2 separate regions of the Macaca mulatta genome follow, and region 2 is linked to region 1. The links are chromatin contacts, called in public Hi-C maps. All regions are on one chromosome and are shown on one strand. The core of a region is the stretch at or near the end of the contact, and the rest is flanking DNA. Distances in the headings are between cores, read along the strand shown. Region 1 holds the start of GAK (cyclin G associated kinase). Region 2 holds the start of DGKQ (diacylglycerol kinase theta).

What was found. Hi-C and Micro-C count contacts between places; a contact is called where the count stands out from the background.
Region 2: a Hi-C map of liver shows a contact between it and region 1, with 2.0 times the contacts expected there. The contact joins the promoter of DGKQ here to the promoter of GAK in region 1. A contact is called at or near these places in 2 of 14 Hi-C or Micro-C datasets (CD4 T cells and liver).

What each region holds. Positions count from the first base shown.
Region 1 is chr5:1,003,429-1,007,404 of T2T-MMU8v2.0, reverse strand. GAK (cyclin G associated kinase) reads left to right here and starts at 2,356. Exons shown (of 28, transcript XR_013417613.1): 1 at 2,356-2,630. TMEM175 (transmembrane protein 175) reads right to left here. Exons shown (of 12, transcript XM_078002817.1): 2 at 2,134-2,186.
Region 2 is chr5:1,062,598-1,066,573 of T2T-MMU8v2.0, reverse strand. DGKQ (diacylglycerol kinase theta) reads left to right here and starts at 1,779. Exons shown (of 23, transcript XM_078002799.1): 1 at 1,779-1,949. All of the region lies in intron 2 of SLC26A1 (solute carrier family 26 member 1), which reads left to right. IDUA (alpha-L-iduronidase) reads right to left here and starts at 1,748. Exons shown (of 13, transcript XR_013417628.1): 1 at 1,523-1,748. It overlaps LOC100424214, which reads right to left. Exons shown (of 4, transcript XM_078002850.1): 4 at 2,542-3,976.

The DNA of each region.
Region 1 (3,976 bases), core at 1,107-3,606:
AACATCTCATCATCCTTCTAGCTCTCTAAGCTAAGGATGCTGAATTTGTTGGCCTAAAGTTGTTCACATTCTCCTCCACAGACAAACGTCTTATCTCCACTTGCCATCTCTACTTCATCATCTCTTCATTCCTCTACTATGGTGATATGTAGCTTCCACCTCATTACTCCAGTGAAGCTATTCTTGGTGAGATGACCAGTGATCCGTTGTGAATAAATCTACACATATCTTCCATTTCTTTTTCTACTTGACTTTTAAGCAGCATTCGACACTTAACTGCATTCTCTGCCCTGCACATCCTTGTTCCTTGGCTCTGTGACAACACTCTCTTGGTTTTCTTCCTCCTTCACTGGCTGCCCTTTCTCCACAAGCTGTCTATTCTCTGAAGATTCTAACCTCTTTATGTCTAGTACGCCATCTCTGTTGGTCCTCTCTTCAGCTCCTACAGCCAACTGCCACCTCTATGCTGAGGATGCCCAGATGTCTGTCTCCAGCAGGGATTCTTTCCTGATCTCTCAATCCTTCTATTCCACAGCCCACCAGACAAATGCACTGGCTGAAAAGCCAGAACTTGTATTGAATTTTAGCTGTATCACTTGTTGACCCTGGCCAAGTAATGGCATTGTTGAGCATATTTTCTCATCCCCAAAATAAAGGGGGTTAATTATACTGTGCTTTCTTCACAAAGATGCTTTAGGACCATTACAATGAACCCTTACAGAGAAGGATGTTGCAAGCAATGAATCAGTGCATAAGCTAAGCTATTGCTACTGTTATTTTTGTTATATGTATTTTTAAAGATCTCATTTGGCTACATGTAACACTTCATTCCATAAAATAGGTAAGTGTTCCAGTGAGCTCAGTCTATTATCTTTTAATGATAAAGATAACAGATGTTAGCTTCTGGGATGGCTAAGAGGCTGATTTGAGTTTTAGAATCCATTTTTGAGTTTGAGAACAAATAACTCTATGGAAAGGGTTGCAACCTCAAATGACTATAGGAACCAGGCAGGTAACATACGTGAGCCAATCTGGTCAGGCAAACCACTGTGTCTTACCTGGAGGGACCGCTCTAGGTAACTGGTAACACACATCATTTGGGGTCCAATATTGACAGGTTTGATTTTTCCACAGAAGCTGGAAAACTAGGTTTTTAACGTTCAGGACTTTCAATGATTATTATTATTATTTTTTTTTTTTTTGAGGCAGAATCTCAGGCTGGAGTGCAGTGGCGCCCGCCTCCTGGGTTCAAGCGATTCTCCTGCCTCAGTCTCCCGAGTAGCTGGGATTACAGGCACCTGCCACCATGCTCAGCTAATTTTTGTATTTTTAGTAGAGACAGGGTTTCACCATGTTGACCAGGCTGGTCTGAAACTCCTGACCTCAGGTGATCCGCCCGCCTCGGCCTCCCAAAGTACCGGGATTACAGGCGTGAGCCACAGCGCCTGGCATCAGTCTTTAAATGACAGCAACTAATTCACCTCCTGCTACCCACTCCCAACCCCCAAATACTGTGTGGGCCAGAAACTAAAAATGCACTGTCTGTGAGCCATTTCCTCATTATCCTAGAAGGAACGTCACCTTTTCATCTCCAAATGGTTGGGCATTATGAACCCTTCCAAGTGGTTCATGAGGACTTGCTTTTGCCTTGGAAAATGTCAGGGTGCGAACGAACCTTGAGGGTCACAGGGCAGTCTGTGCAGTGTTGTGGTTGCCCAGGACGAAGGTTTTCTAGCCCACAGCTCCCACTATTGGTCACTCTCCCGCCCAGACCCTGGCCTTCTCCTCGGAAGACAAGGCAGTGCAGCAGCGTTTCCCTTGCCAACTGCCTGCCTGGCTGCTGGGAGGGGGCTGCCAAGCTTAGTCGCTAAGCGTCACAGGAAACTCCGACCTCCATGAGACAAAAAGCAAGTATTTATTGATAGCTTAACGCACGCTAACTCCTTGCTCCTTAGCCAACTGAGAGAAAAATTCGCGAACCCATTCGCAAACGCGGCGCTAACGGCAAACGGGAGGCTGACTCCACCCAGAGGTAGGCGAAGCGCTTAAATCGAAGACACATGAGAAGGAGCCTCCCACAAAACAGACCATGTGGGGAACGGTACCGGGAGTTGGGCTGGGGCGCTGAACTACCTGGGCGGGAATCGCCGGGCGACCGCTCCGCACGCCTCCTCTGGAGTCAGCCCGGCCGGGAGCCTGATAACCGGAAGTTCGTCACAAGCCTGGCGACGCCGCGCACGCGCTGTCTCCGTCAGACCTCCGCGCCGGAGCGCGCAGCCAGGAAGCGAGGCCGCGGCGAAGGGGACGGGGCTGGGCCCCGACGCCTCCTGACGCGACGCGTCCTCACGCGCGAGTACGTCACGGCGTCGGGGCGGAAGATGGTGCAGCTCCTGGCCGGCGGTTACTGAGCTGACCCGGACGGCGAGGGAGCGGGAGCCCGAGCCCGACCACTCCGGCTGCCGCGGGGTGCGGCGCAGCCACCGCCATGTCGCTGCTGCAGTCGGCGCTCGACTTCTTGGCGGGTCCAGGCTCCCTGGGCGGTGCTTCCGGCCGCGACCAGAGTGATTTCGTGGGGCAGACGGTGGAACTGGGCGAGCTGCGGCTGCGGGTGCGGCGGGTCCTGGCCGAAGGTGAGGCCCCGGGTCGGCAGCGCGGGTGCGGCCGCGGAGTGTTGTCTCCGGGACGCTGGGGGCAGCGTCAGCTTGGAGTGGAAGGGCGTGGGTTAGGGGTCCCAGCGTGGGTTGTGGGTCAGGGTCGGCCAGGGGAGGGTCTCTGCCGAGGGCGTGGGTCAGGGCCAGGCGAGGGTCACAGTGGGGGGCCCCGTAGGTCAGTGCCTGCTGGCGGTGATTGAGGAGGGCGAGGCTGGGGCCGGGGTACTTTCCTGTGATAGGAGTAGGGTCAAGTTGGAGCAAGGCCTGGGGCTTGGGGAACCTCCCAGGGTGGGTGGGCGAAGATGTTAGGGTGAGGTGGGGGATGGTGGCAGGCAGGGAGCTTGGGTGGGAGCCTACAGCGGAGGCTGAGGGAGGGTGCTGGAAGGCCGACAGCTGGAGTCAGAAGGTGAGCGGTGCAGGAGGGGGTTTAAGCCTTGGTCTTTTGCCGGACATCTAGGGTTATTGAGCAGGCAGGGACAGGACTGGACTTTGGAGGTTAGGGCTCATTCTTCTACAGTTCAGGGAACTTGACAGTAGGTGGATGCACACGTGTTGCAGGTAGTTGCGGTCGTAGCCTGGGGGGTGGGGGGTTGGCTGAGGGTAGACAGGGCTCTGTCTAGTGATCCCCGTTGCTCTTCGTAACACCTCAGTGTTTCTCTTCCCGGTGAACATCTACTCGTGTGATTCTGTGTGTGGTACAGGAAACAGAGCCAGTAGTTGCGACCTATATAGAATTTGCAGAGTGGACAGGTCACTCGGCTTAAGTCCTCTTGAGTCAGTCTTGTCTCTGCCTGCCATTTCTAGCTGCCTGAACGTCCTCTCCGTTCACACGGAATCGATCTCCAGTGTCAGTGAGTCCCCTTCTTTGTTGTGGATTTTCCTTCCATTTTTTGTCCAGTGGTGCCTGGAGGTGTGTCACGTTTCACTGGCTGTGAAGTTTGTTGGCTAAACATGGTTGACTTCGGTGCGGAAGCGTGACTCTATTCTGCTGTATTGGCACAGGGCAAGGGAGTGAAGTGACACAAAAGCCCTCACCCTCACCAGCTCCGTGGTACCTCTCAGGGCTGGAGGGTTAGCCTGTCCAGGTGCCTGCCCTGTGACCAGATGGGAAACTATCCCAGACTTCTGATTATCACAGAATGTCTGCGGAGACATTTTGACTGCAGCGTTGTCACACACTTTGTCTCCGTTGTGGTCAAAACCAAACAGATTTTGGGTACAATTTGGTCAGCTCCAAGCTCTTCTTTCAGAGGTGGGGGCTGAAGTGTGATCCTCTTTCACATCCTCTGTTAGAAACAGATTTCTCTCAGATCAGCTCATTTATT
Region 2 (3,976 bases), core at 530-3,029, 60 kb before region 1:
CAAGAGCTGCACTCTTGTGCCACAGCTGCCCTGGGGAAACCGGGGAACCCCGACTGGGTAAGGAGCCCCTCTGATCACACGCAGGACCCAAACACTCAGAAATCAAGAACTTCTGCCTCCAAGACAGGCTGGCCCATAGTGCTGGCTGGGTCTCAATGCTCCACACCCTTGCTGTCCCTCGGCTCAGCAGGGATGGGCCTGGCCTGACGCTCGGGGTTGACATCTTATTTGAACAAGGGCCCCCCAACATTATGCAGCCTCCAAGGTGCCAAGAGGACCCCCTATGCCCTGGCCTGCCTAGTGCCCATCCTGCTGGTAGGAGCCAGCGGCTCCGGCCAAGAGCATGAGGGTCTCTGTGTTTCCAGAAGGCCCCACACACCCAAGTGCCCCTCACACCTTGTGCCTCCCTGTCACAGGGTGGCCACCTGCACCAGCATCAGGGCCCAGGGTGCTGTGACCAGTTAAGACCTCCCCTCAGTTCTCAGGTGCTGGCCCTGCCCAGCCCAGTCAGCAAACACACAGGGATGCTCATGGGTGCACGAGAAGACAGGTGTGGCACAGCCCACCCTGAGCTTCCAGGGAGACCTGCAGGAAGCCCACCGTGCCCCATGCAGGGGCTCCCTCCAGCACACAGCCCTCACCCCAGCACGGCCAGCAAGGACACGGTGCTTTGGCGGAAAGTGGGGAACAAGGGGTCTTCTGAGCAGTCCCCAGCCCTGCCCCTCCCGTCTGTGCCTCTGTAAGGGGCTCTGGGACACCCAGGCCCCACCCGTCGCCCACCTGGTGGTGACAAGCTCCAGCAGCCAGTGGGTCCGGACCTGCTCGATGCCACGGTGAGGGACGGCGCCCACATAGGCGAGGTTGAGTTGCTGGTCCCAGCTGAGGACGTACTGGTCAGCCTGGCTGTGTGGCAGCGGGGGGCTGGGGACAGCAAAGGGGCGGCTCAGTCCCGAGGCTCAGCATGGCTGGCAGCGCGGCCCACACACACGTTCAAGCCCAGGACTGCCCGGGCGCGGGATTCAGGCGCTGCGCGTGCGCTCAGTGACTAATAAAATGACCCTTAGGGCCAAGGATGTTGGAAGGTCCCATCTTCCTGCGGAACGGGAGCGGCCGTAAGACGAGGGGCCAACGCCAGCCCTGGCCCCGGCCCTGCCAGGCAGGCGGGCCCTCAGCTCTAGGTGGAGGGAATGGGACAGGCAGGCCAGGTCCCGCTGCAGGGGGGTCCCACTCCCGGGAGACTCCTGGTTTACCTCAAAGAGCAGGATCCTGGGCATCGGTCTGGGCTACAGGGGGCGGCCACTGGGCAAGCTCAGGGCCCAGCCCCAGGCTCACGCCCTGGCACCCACTCAGCTGGAGAGCCCACCCCCAAACACGGCGCGGGGCGGGCCCGGGAGAGCCAGGGCCCCAGAGGAGGGAGCTCCGGTCTCTGAAGCTCTCACAGTGCGCAGTCAGGGGGCGCCCGAGCTCTCCCCGTGCGACCACAGGGTCCCGGAGGCCGCGGGCGGGCGCGCGGAGCGCTCACCAGAAGCCTGTGCTCCTCCAGAAGCGCCGCAGGGGCCACAGCGTGCGTGCCGCGTCCACCTGCACCAGGTGCGGGGCCTCGGCCGGGACCACCGGGGGAGCGGCCAGGAGCGAGGCCAGGACCGCGAGCAGCGTTGCGCGGGGGCGCAGGGGGCGCATGGCCGGGCACGCTCGGTGACTTTGGGACTTCGGGCCGCACTGCCGGTTCCGCCTCCGGATAGGAGTCTGGGCGCGCACCCCACGTGACCGCCGCGGCGGGGCGGGGCCTTGGTGGGCGGGGCGATGGCCGGGTGGGCGGGGCTGGGGAGCCTCCGGGAGCCGGGATCCCGGCGGGGTTGGAGTTCCGCTTCCTGGCAGGCCTCAGGGGTTGCTCTGAGGACCGGTGACTCGAAAAGCGCTCAGAAGAACGCTTGGCCCATTGGTGCTATGTGAGTTGAGCCATTACTGTCTTGTTTTTCTCTGTTTTTGTGTGTTTTTGAGACAGAGTCTTGCTCTGTCGCCCAGGCTGGGGTGCGGTGGCGCGATCTCGGCCCACTGCAACCTCCATCTCCGGGGCTGCGGCGATCTTCCCGCACCAGCCTCCCGTGTAAAGCGTGCGCTTTAGCAAGAAGGAGAATTATCCCAGAAGAGCACACTGGGCCCTCCTTACACTTGGCTTCACATCCATGGATTCAACCAAGCAGACTGAAAATATTGTTTTTAAGCTAAAGCAATACAGTCTCGCTGTGTCGCCCAGGCTGGCGTGCAGTGGCGCGATCTCGGCTCGCTGCAGGCTCCGCCTCCACAGGGTTGATGCCATTCTCCTGCCTCAGCCTCCCGAGTAACTGGGACTACAGGCGCCCGCGGCCACACCCGGGTAATTTTTTTGCATTTTTAGTAGAGACGGGGTTTCACCGTGTTAGCCAGGGTGGTCTCGATCTCCTGACCTCGCGATTCGCCCGCCTTGGCCTCCCAAAGTGCTAGGATTACAGGCGTGAGCCACCGCGGGCGACCAAAATAATACACATTTTAAAACAATACAGTGTAACAGCTATTTACAGAGCATTTACATTGTTTTAGGGATCATAAGTAATCTAAAGTACACAGTGGGATGTGCGTAGGTAATGTGCAAATACTACGCCATTTTATATGAAGTACTTGAGCACCTGCAAATTTTGGTATCTTTGAGGGTCCTGGAACCAATACCCCGAGGATACCACAGGACAACCATAGTCCTGTATGCCTGTGTGAATCCAAGCAAAGTAACAAGCTGGGTGCGGTGGCTCACACCTGCAACGCCAGCACTTTGGGATTGCAGGCCAACGCGGGAGGATCACTTGAGGCCTGGAACTTGAAATCGGCCTGGGCAACGTACCAAGACCCCATCTGTACAAAAAAAAAAAAAAATGTAGCCAGATGTGATGGCATATGCCTGTGAGCCCCAGCTACCCACGAAACTGAGGTGGGAGATTGCTTGAGCTTAGGAGTTCAAGGCTGAGGCGAGCTGTGATCACACCGCTGCATTCCAGCCTGGTTGACAAAATGAGACCCATTTCTAAAAAAGTACCAAAAAAAAAAAGGAAAAAAGAACAGTCTACTAACAAAATGAAAATACTGGACAATAATCCTCTGTAAGTTGGGGGAAGGATCATTAGAGTTACAGTGTTCTGACTCTTTTTATTTTGGGGATGGGGTTAAAATATTCTTAACATTAGAACTTCTTATGTTGAAATTGCAAGGTAAAATGTCATGATTAGCCATTTAAAAGAGAAATAGTGTGTATATATTCCAAATTAGCACGGAGGAAAAATGTAATACAAAAAAAAAAGTAATAAAATTCAATGAAAAACTAAAAGGTAAGAAAGGAAGGGAAAGGCGAGAAAAACATGCCAGTACAGAACTGTCTCCAGGAACAGCAGGTAAGACCCTCCGTCCAACAACCCCAGAGAAAACAACTAAAATGGTAGATAAACTGCTTTCAAAACAATTCCTCAAAGCGTCAGAGAACTGAAAAAAACTAAGAAACCACCAGTCCCACACCATGGCGCTGGGCACAGCAATGGAAACAATTATTTCAGACCAGCCACCTCCTGAGAGCAACCAACAGAGCTGGAGAGCGCTGCATGGAACCGTCCAAGCCGCTGGGAGCTCGGAGGAGGCCCAGGGGCTCTGCAGGGCCAAGCCGGGAGGGGGTGGGGCCAGCTTTGAGGCCGCGACCTAACACCCCTACAGCGTATCCCAGCCACACAAGACATGGTGACACACTGATGCGTTCCCCACGCTGTGGCCACACGACAAAAGTCGAGGCTCAGGCAGTGGTGCCTGGTAAAGACTTTGGGCTTTTCTTGGGACCCCAAAGGGCTATCCCCTAAAAGCAAAGGTGAACCAGAAACAGAATTGTCTTTGCGGGGACTGAAGCCAGCCTTAAATCACCTCAAGCCCTGAGAGAATTAAGGTGAGCCGCTCACCTGGACAC